2 separate regions of the Capra hircus genome follow, and region 1 is linked to region 2. The links are chromatin contacts, called in public Hi-C maps. All regions are on one chromosome and are shown on one strand. Each heading gives the region's core, a stretch centred on a gene start, on an enhancer-like site or on the middle of the called end of the contact. The rest is flanking DNA. Distances are from core to core; before and after follow the strand shown.

Evidence for each region. Hi-C and Micro-C count contacts between places; a contact is called where the count stands out from the background.
Region 1: a contact with region 2 is called in a Hi-C map of blood, with 2.4 times the contacts expected there. The contact joins the enhancer-like site here to the promoter of GPR84 in region 2. A contact is called at or near these places in 2 of 5 Hi-C or Micro-C datasets (both in blood).

Annotation. Positions count from the first base shown.
Region 1 is chr5:25,555,649-25,559,396 of ARS1.2, forward strand. It overlaps CBX5 (chromobox protein homolog 5), which reads left to right. Exons shown (of 5, transcript XM_005679853.3): 5 at 1-3,748. Among named protein-coding and RNA genes, the nearest start is that of CBX5, 32 kb to the left of the region's middle. Within about 2 kb of position 2,038, at least 1 of the 5 cell types and tissues checked has an H3K27ac peak or open chromatin away from gene starts, as enhancers often do.
Region 2 is chr5:25,448,293-25,452,026 of ARS1.2, forward strand. It overlaps GPR84 (G-protein coupled receptor 84), which reads left to right and starts at 1,983. Exons shown (of 2, transcript XM_005679846.2): 1 at 1,983-2,084; 2 at 2,517-3,734. The coding sequence starts at 2,525. The coding sequence ends at 3,715. It overlaps ZNF385A (zinc finger protein 385A), which reads left to right. Exons shown (of 8, transcript XM_018047646.1): 8 at 1-257.

The sequences.
Region 1 (3,748 bases), core at 788-3,287, 110 kb after region 2:
TAGTTAGAAATGCTACTCCTGAGAGAGAACGACAGGTTACATGGGGGTTGAGAACCCCTGGCTTTGGTCCCTAGGTTCTTTCCCGGAGTATTTAATAGTGTAGTTAATCCTTGCTTGTGGAAAGCATCAGCTGTGATGCACAGCCAGTTTTGTGTTGTTACTTCATCGTAGATTCTGTAAAATGTATTCCTTGCAGATCGAGAGTTGCTCACACCCTTTCAGTTTCTCACGCTTTTTGAAGGAATTAACATGAGGCTGACTTGGAGCCTAAAACAGGGACATACTTTCCAATGTGCTGAAAAGAAGGCTTGGGCCCATCTGGTGACACTCTGTTCCGGACAGCGTAGTTTTATTTCATGCCGCAAAATGGTGATTTCTAAGCAGATATTGTGTCAATTATGCGGAAACCTCCCAGAAACACATGTGACCTGGAGTTTTGGACTTAATCCGTCTGGGGAGGTCCAGGGTGAGGCCGATCCATGCTAAGAGAGCCGTGCTAAGAAACAGTCTGACCTTAAGAAATGTCCTAATTCTGACCATGTGACCACAGGGAAAATGATACTTTTCTCTCCCTGCATAATTGAGAGTTGGATAATTGAAAGTTGACTTAAAGGTGAAAGTTCTTTGGATAGCTTCATAAAAATTCTAGTTTCTTTTCGCTTGTGCTGAGTTTCTTGAATTTTAAACTACCTCATCTTGTCTCTTTAGAGTTTCTTCAGCTTGTCGTTTGCCGCTTTAACATCGTGCTTTACTCTGACTGTTTTCTCAGATGGAGTATTTCCTCTGTTGAGAGCATGTTTTCTAGCCTTTCGTTCTGATCCTCATTTCACCCAGCATCTCATGTTGCTCCTCTGTCAGAGAAATGTTTTAAGATAGTTTAAAATCTTGGTTCATTGGAATAAAGTGATCCTCCTATTTGTCTCTGAGGTCAGTAGGAGAAGGAGTTAAAACAAGGTGGTGGGAGGGGACAGACCCTGCACTGGAGGCAGCCAACAAGGGAAGAGCCATTAATTAAGACAATTTCAAAGTCAACTGATTGTGATCATTAATGTCACAATAGATCAAAACCTAATTATCACAGCCTAGGTAAGAGCCATCAGTATTAATCAGAAAATCTAATAGGAAACTATTATCAAGAAATTAGGCCAAATTGAACGCAATGAACTTTTTATCTTGTCATTCTCTCCTCTCCTTTTTCTCTCTTTCTTTTTCAATTTGGTGATGTCCCCTGGCATTGGTAAGTGTGACCCTCACAGCTGACCCAGGCCCCAGTGGCCAGCTTGTCATGCTTTTTGAGGAATTCTAATGCAGACTGACCCTGAACTGTCACTGCTGCTTTAATCAGTCTTGAATTTGCGCATCACCTGGACTTACCAGTGTGATCAGCAGTCAATGAGAAAAGGTTATATTTAGGTCTTACAGTGGTTGGTCCTTCCTGGAACTAGAGTGTCCCTGGTGAACGTGATGCTGTGTGTGTTAACTCACTGTTTGAGCTTCTGATGGGCGTAGGATCCTGTTGCTCTGGCTACTGCAAGTGGGTATGGAGGAAAAGGGGCGCTTCCTGCCTGGAGATTCTTCAAAAAGACCTTGGAAGAGGTCAAGTGTCATCATATCATGGCACTTTTAAAGGTTCAAGTCAGTGTTTTGCAGTTTCCGGTAGCTTACGATTTGATCTAAACCAGGACTGGCTGTGGCTTTAGTTTAGTTTATCCCCTAGTTTTAGGGTAACAGTCATAGTGGTTTCCATCAGAATCCAGTATAAATCCAAAGGGGTTGGGGATATGTTTTTCTTTTGCCTTTTGTTAAAGATTTAGGCCTCTGGCAGGAGGAAGGAATATTACAAAAGTCTCTGACTAGTTAATAGAGATCCCTTCATACCACTTCATACCCCCTCCCTAAATGGAAAAATGAGTGTCACCATCTCTCTCCTTCGTCTTGAACTGATGTGAAGATACCACAACTCCTGAGGTTGAGCTGAGGCAGAAACGGTGGACAGCTGCCACCCCTGGGGGTCATGGGGGAAGGACGAGTGGCAGCAGCGGGTTGGTGGCAGGGTTCCCAGGGGCGCCTGTAGAGAAGGTTGCCACTGCTGTTGCTGGCTTTTCCCCGCCAGCATGGAGCTCAGAGCACTCCCCACCGCCACTGAGGAAGTGGTTCTTAGCTTTCTGCTTGAGTGTGGTCTTGCTTCATTCTGAATTTCAGGATTTGGGTTACTCAGTATAGAACTTTGAGAAATCGGTGTGACTTGGTCCTTCACATCTTAATGGTAAACTGAGTATTTCTTTATAAAAGAATTCATGCCCTTAATGTTTAAAATGTAACTTTATTTTCAAAACACCCATTAACGCGTGAGTTTCAGAAGTAGTTTGTTTCTTCTCCAAGACTCCTTGGGTTACGCTGGATGAATAATAGGCCATCAGTTAATACTTGTGGGTTGATTGGGTTCATCTGGTTGCAGAGTGAGTTCTACCTACCGACTTCTGCTCTCAGTGCTCCAGGGTGTGGAACAATAATTGAGTGGATGCTGACTGTGTGTGCCAAGCTCCTCCACTGACTCATAATGGCTGACCTTGGGCAAGTCACTCCTTTCAATGCCTCAGTTCCCCATCTGTCAAATGGGGGTAATAATACTGACCTACCTCACAGGGGTGTTGTGAGGCATTGTAAATCATAGTTGACAGAATCCTTTAGGGTCCTCGATGGAGGATGCCTTGAGCCGAAGTCTAGGTTTTTGTCCTCACTGAGTTGTCCCAAGGTTGGACCTACTTAGTGACCTCGGCAAGTTCTCTGGCCCCCACCCCTCATCAAAGCTGCTAGTTCAGATGTTGACAGTGTTTTCATGAATGTTGGAGTCTTAATAGTCCAGACTTACTTAGGATGTTACGGGAGAACGGCACTCAGTATTTTCTGTCTTGCATCCACAAAAAGAGGCTGTTTTGAGACTGAGAGCATTGGATTAAGGAGTCAAGGGTGCTACTGCTTGTTTCCCTGCAGGTTGGGAGTTAAGGTTTGGAACGTACTGGAGCTGTCTCAGGAGCAAAGTACACACCATGGGCGTGTTTTATGTTTCTCACTCCCTGAACTGATCCCAGGACAGCTGGGTCACTTCACTTCTAGGTATCTGTCCTTGAGCCTCTGCCTCCCCATAGGAACCAGCTGGTTGAATAAACATAACTGCTTCCTCCATCCCCCACCAAAAAAACAGCCACGGTGGAAAATTTTTTTTTTCTAGGGACATGATTAACACTCAGAATTGGGCCTTGATACTCCTGAGAGCTTCATCCAGTTCACCCTTTTCAGCATCTGTCCTCTCTTTCTCAGTGTCCACAGTCTGAACCTGACTTTGACCTTTTTTCCCTCTGGTTTGGGAAAACTTTCGGACACTAGTTGCCCAGGTGTGGGCTCGAGAGCCTTACTCTCCATCTCAGTTTAGGGGCTCAGCCGGCTCCTCTTCTTCCCAATAGGGCTCTTTCTCTCTCTGTCCTTGGCCCTAGATGTGTAACCCACGAAAAAGCACAAGGTCCTGGCCCCTTGCTGCAGTCACATTCCAGTTCTTGGTCTTTTGTGGACTCCTGTTCTCAGCACCGGCAGCACCAGGCGGTTCTGGGGAGGCATGGAGGGTGGAGAGAGCATGTCTGCCATCCTGCCAAGTAGTCAGGAGCTGGTTTGCCTACAGCCCACAGGCCTCCCCACCCCTTCCCACAGGGTGGGCTCTGAGAGACTCCAGGAGCTGGGTTTCTTTCAGCAC
Region 2 (3,734 bases), core at 733-3,232:
GGCTGTCCCCTCCCCCTAGACACCTCCACTGCACAATTCGGGCGGGGTCGTGACCTTCCCTCCCTCCACCCCCTGTGCTTTCCGTATCGTCAGCCCTCCCAGCATCGACCCGGGAGAGGAACGGGCCCCACTGGCCTTCCCCTCCACATCAACTCTTTCTGCTTGACGATGTAGCAACCCCGGCCCCCCACCCACGTCTTCCCCTTTTCCCAGTCCCTGACAATAAAATCTGGATTCGTTGCCCTCCGTCCCCCAGACTCAGACTCTCAATCTTTGCCCGCTGTTTTGGGGAGCAGTTCCATCAGAAGGGGTGTGTGTGTGTATGATGTGGGGTGGGGGGCGGGGAACGGCACACAGGATAGAGAGACAGGAGGAGGAGGGGGACGGGAAAACCCGGCTGGGAGGAGGCAAGATTCGAGGCTTGCGCAAAGCGAGCAATACTCCCCATCCCACTCAGCCCCACTCCGGCCTAGCTCAAGTGTCAACTTGGCCCTGGGGAATCATTTCGAGTCCAGGTCTCGGATTGCAGCCACGGCTCTTCAGAATTTGTCGCAACTCCACCAGGCGGCGACAACGACATGGAAAAGAAAACCGCGGGGCTAAGACGCTCCAGTGCAGTGTCGGCGTCTCGAGGTCCTAGGGAGACAGGTGTCAGATCCGGTCTCAGACAAAGGATCCAGACTTTTGTGCCTCTAGTGGGAAACCCACGCCAGCGACACTCAAAGCACGGGTAGATGGGAGGAGGGACCTGGGAATCGGAGCTCTAGGCTCTACTCGGCTCCATATAAATAGTGACCTTGCGGTTAGTCCTCAACTTCCCCATCTGCAAAATGAGCAAGTTTGGGTCTCTTAAAAGTTCGTTTGATTTCATGGATCAACGACTATAAGAGCTGGGACCGTGCTGTTTACAATGATACTAGAATGCCTCCTCATCTGGTTCCCTACTTGGTCTGTAGGACAGGAAGGCGCACTTCACTAGCTGCCTCTCACATGATGCTGGGGGGAGGGGGCTGGGGGGGAGGGGTCTCTCCATCTTCAGAATTCGGGTCAACCACACACTCCCAAGAGCAGCCAGTGATTCTGTGACCCCCTACTCCCTCTAGCCCGGCAGGGCAGCAAAAAGGTCAACAAAAAAGGACAGACCGGAATCCAGCCTCTACGTGGGCTCATCCTGAGTCGCATCTTCTTTGCTCACTTCCACCTCTACGCACTTTCCAGTCTTGCGGAAGAAAGGGGGAAGGAAAGTGGGATGAGGACTCTGAAAGAGGAAGATGAGGGAAATCGGGCCTCCCGAGTTAGTTACCAAGTTGGGGGTGAGAGTTTGCTACAGGTTCAGAAATAGAACCCAACGAGGAGTTTGAGGGTTTTGTGTGTGTGCGTGTATTTGTTTTGTTTTCAGGTTGATCTAGCTCAAAAAAGAGCCTAGAGATCTAGAAATCTGACGGGCAGAAGTGGCCAGATAGGAAAATGGGCGGAGAAAAGTAGGGCTGGATCACATGTGGAGAAAGCTTGGGAGGGCTGGAAGAAATTTAGGTTAGAGGAGCAAGGATATTAGCATATCCCGCAGGTACCTCAAATCTGGTATAAAACTGAATTCATTATTTACCCCCTTCCTAAACCTGTGATACTTCCCACATTCCCTATCTCATTGATTAAGAGAACCACTCCCACCTGGAAAAGTGGGCGTCCTCCTAGTCTTCCCTCCTAAACCTTTTTCCTATGAATCATTAAATGAATCCTATCTGCCTCTCAGTAACCTATGGATCCTGACATTGTTCTCAATTCCCACATCCACTGCCCTAACCAGGACTGGCTACATCATTTGTGGTGTCCAGTGCAGTAAGTAGTAAGGAAATTTCAACAGAGAAGCCCATATTTCACTAGTTAAAGCCAAATGAGTAGGACCGGAGGCAAGGGAGGAAGTGGTGAGGTTGGGTAACTGGGGAGTTTCTTGTTCTTTCAGGCCGGTATAATAGAAGCAGAGCACCTCTTGTTTGAAGCCTGACTGCCCACCAGAAAGGACTGTGCTTTGAGTGAGTTAAACTTCTTCTGCTGAAGAGAGATTTGAAGGCTGGGAGACTCAGGTGAGTACTCTTGTGGTGGATATACTTTTATATTCTCTGTCTCATCTCCCAGGTGGTAAAAACAAACAAACAATAAAAAAAACTGAGGCCTGTTATGTGTGTGTGGCAGAAGGGACTACAGACAGATAGGACTATTCTGAATACAGAGGAGAGGGGACTCCTGGGTGGTCTTAAAGGACAGGGGAGAGTATCTGGAGGGATACTGAAAAGGCCTGGAGATGGGAGTAGACAGAAACTTCATAGATAAAATAGATAAACATTTGGGAAAATCTTTGAGAATGGGAAAGAGGAGGTTGGGGATCTTGGGATGAAAAAGCTTGGGAATGGCTCAGGAGCTCCTGCAACAATTCAGGTGCCTAGAAGCCGAGAGTTATTCGAGAGATCTGAATTCAAGGTCAGGTTGTGACTTCCTCGTCTCCCCATCCCTTTCAGCTTCCATCATGTGGAACGCTTCTGACGTCAACTTCTCCTGCTACCATGAGTCTGTGCTGGGCTATCGTTACGTGGCAGTTAGCTGGGGAATTGTGGTGGCTGTGACGGGCACCATGGGCAACGTGCTCACCCTGCTGGCCTTGGCCATCCAGCCCAAGCTCCGTACCCGCTTCAACCTGCTCATCGCCAACCTCACAGTGGCTGATCTGCTCTATTGCACCCTTCTCCAGCCCTTCTCAGTGGACACCTACCTCAACCTGCACTGGCGCACTGGTGCCACCTTCTGCCGCATCTTTGGGTTCCTCCTTTTTGCATTCAACTCTGTCTCCATCCTCACCCTCTGCCTCATCGCCCTGGGACGCTATCTCCTCATTGCCCACCCTAAGCTCTTTCCCCAAGTTTTCAGTGCCAAGGGCATAGTGCTGGCATTGGCGAGCACCTGGGTGGTGGCTGTGGCCAGCTTCGCTCCCCTCTGGCCAATCTATATCTTGGTGCCCGTAGTCTGCACCTGCAGCTTTGATCGCATCCGAGGCCAGCCCTACACCACCGTCCTCCTGGGCATCTATTTTGTGGTTGGGCTCAGCAGTGTCGGCATCTTCTATTGCCTCATCCACCGGCAGGTGAAGCGAGCAGCACAAGCACTGGATCAGTACAAGCTGCGCCAGGCAAGCACCCGCTCCAGCCATGTGGCTGGGGCACAGGAGGCCGCTCCTGGTTGCTTCCAGGAGCTGGACAGTGGGCTGGCATCAGGAGGGCCTAGCGAGGGGATTTCATCTGAGCCAGTCAGTGCTGCCACCACCCAGACCCTGGAAGGAGACTCATCAGAAGTCAGGGACCAGAACAACAGTAAGGCAGCTAAGCAGATGGCAGAGAAAAACCCTCCAGGAGTGGCTGCCAAGGCCAGGATGACTAAAGGAGCCCAGAGAGCTCAGGACTCTCCATCAGAGTTTGGGAAGGTGACCCGGATGTGTTTTGCTGTGTTCCTCTGCTTCACCCTGAGCTACATCCCTTTCTTGCTACTCAACATCCTGGATGCCAAGGTCCAGGCTCCCCGAGTTCTCCACATGCTGGCTGCCAACCTCACCTGGCTTAATGGCTGCATCAACCCTGTGCTGTACGCAGCCATGAACCGCCAGTTCCGCCAAGCCTATGGCTCCCTCCTGAAACGAGGGCCCCGGAGTTTCCGTAGGTTCCATTAAAACTGTGTCCCCAGTCACC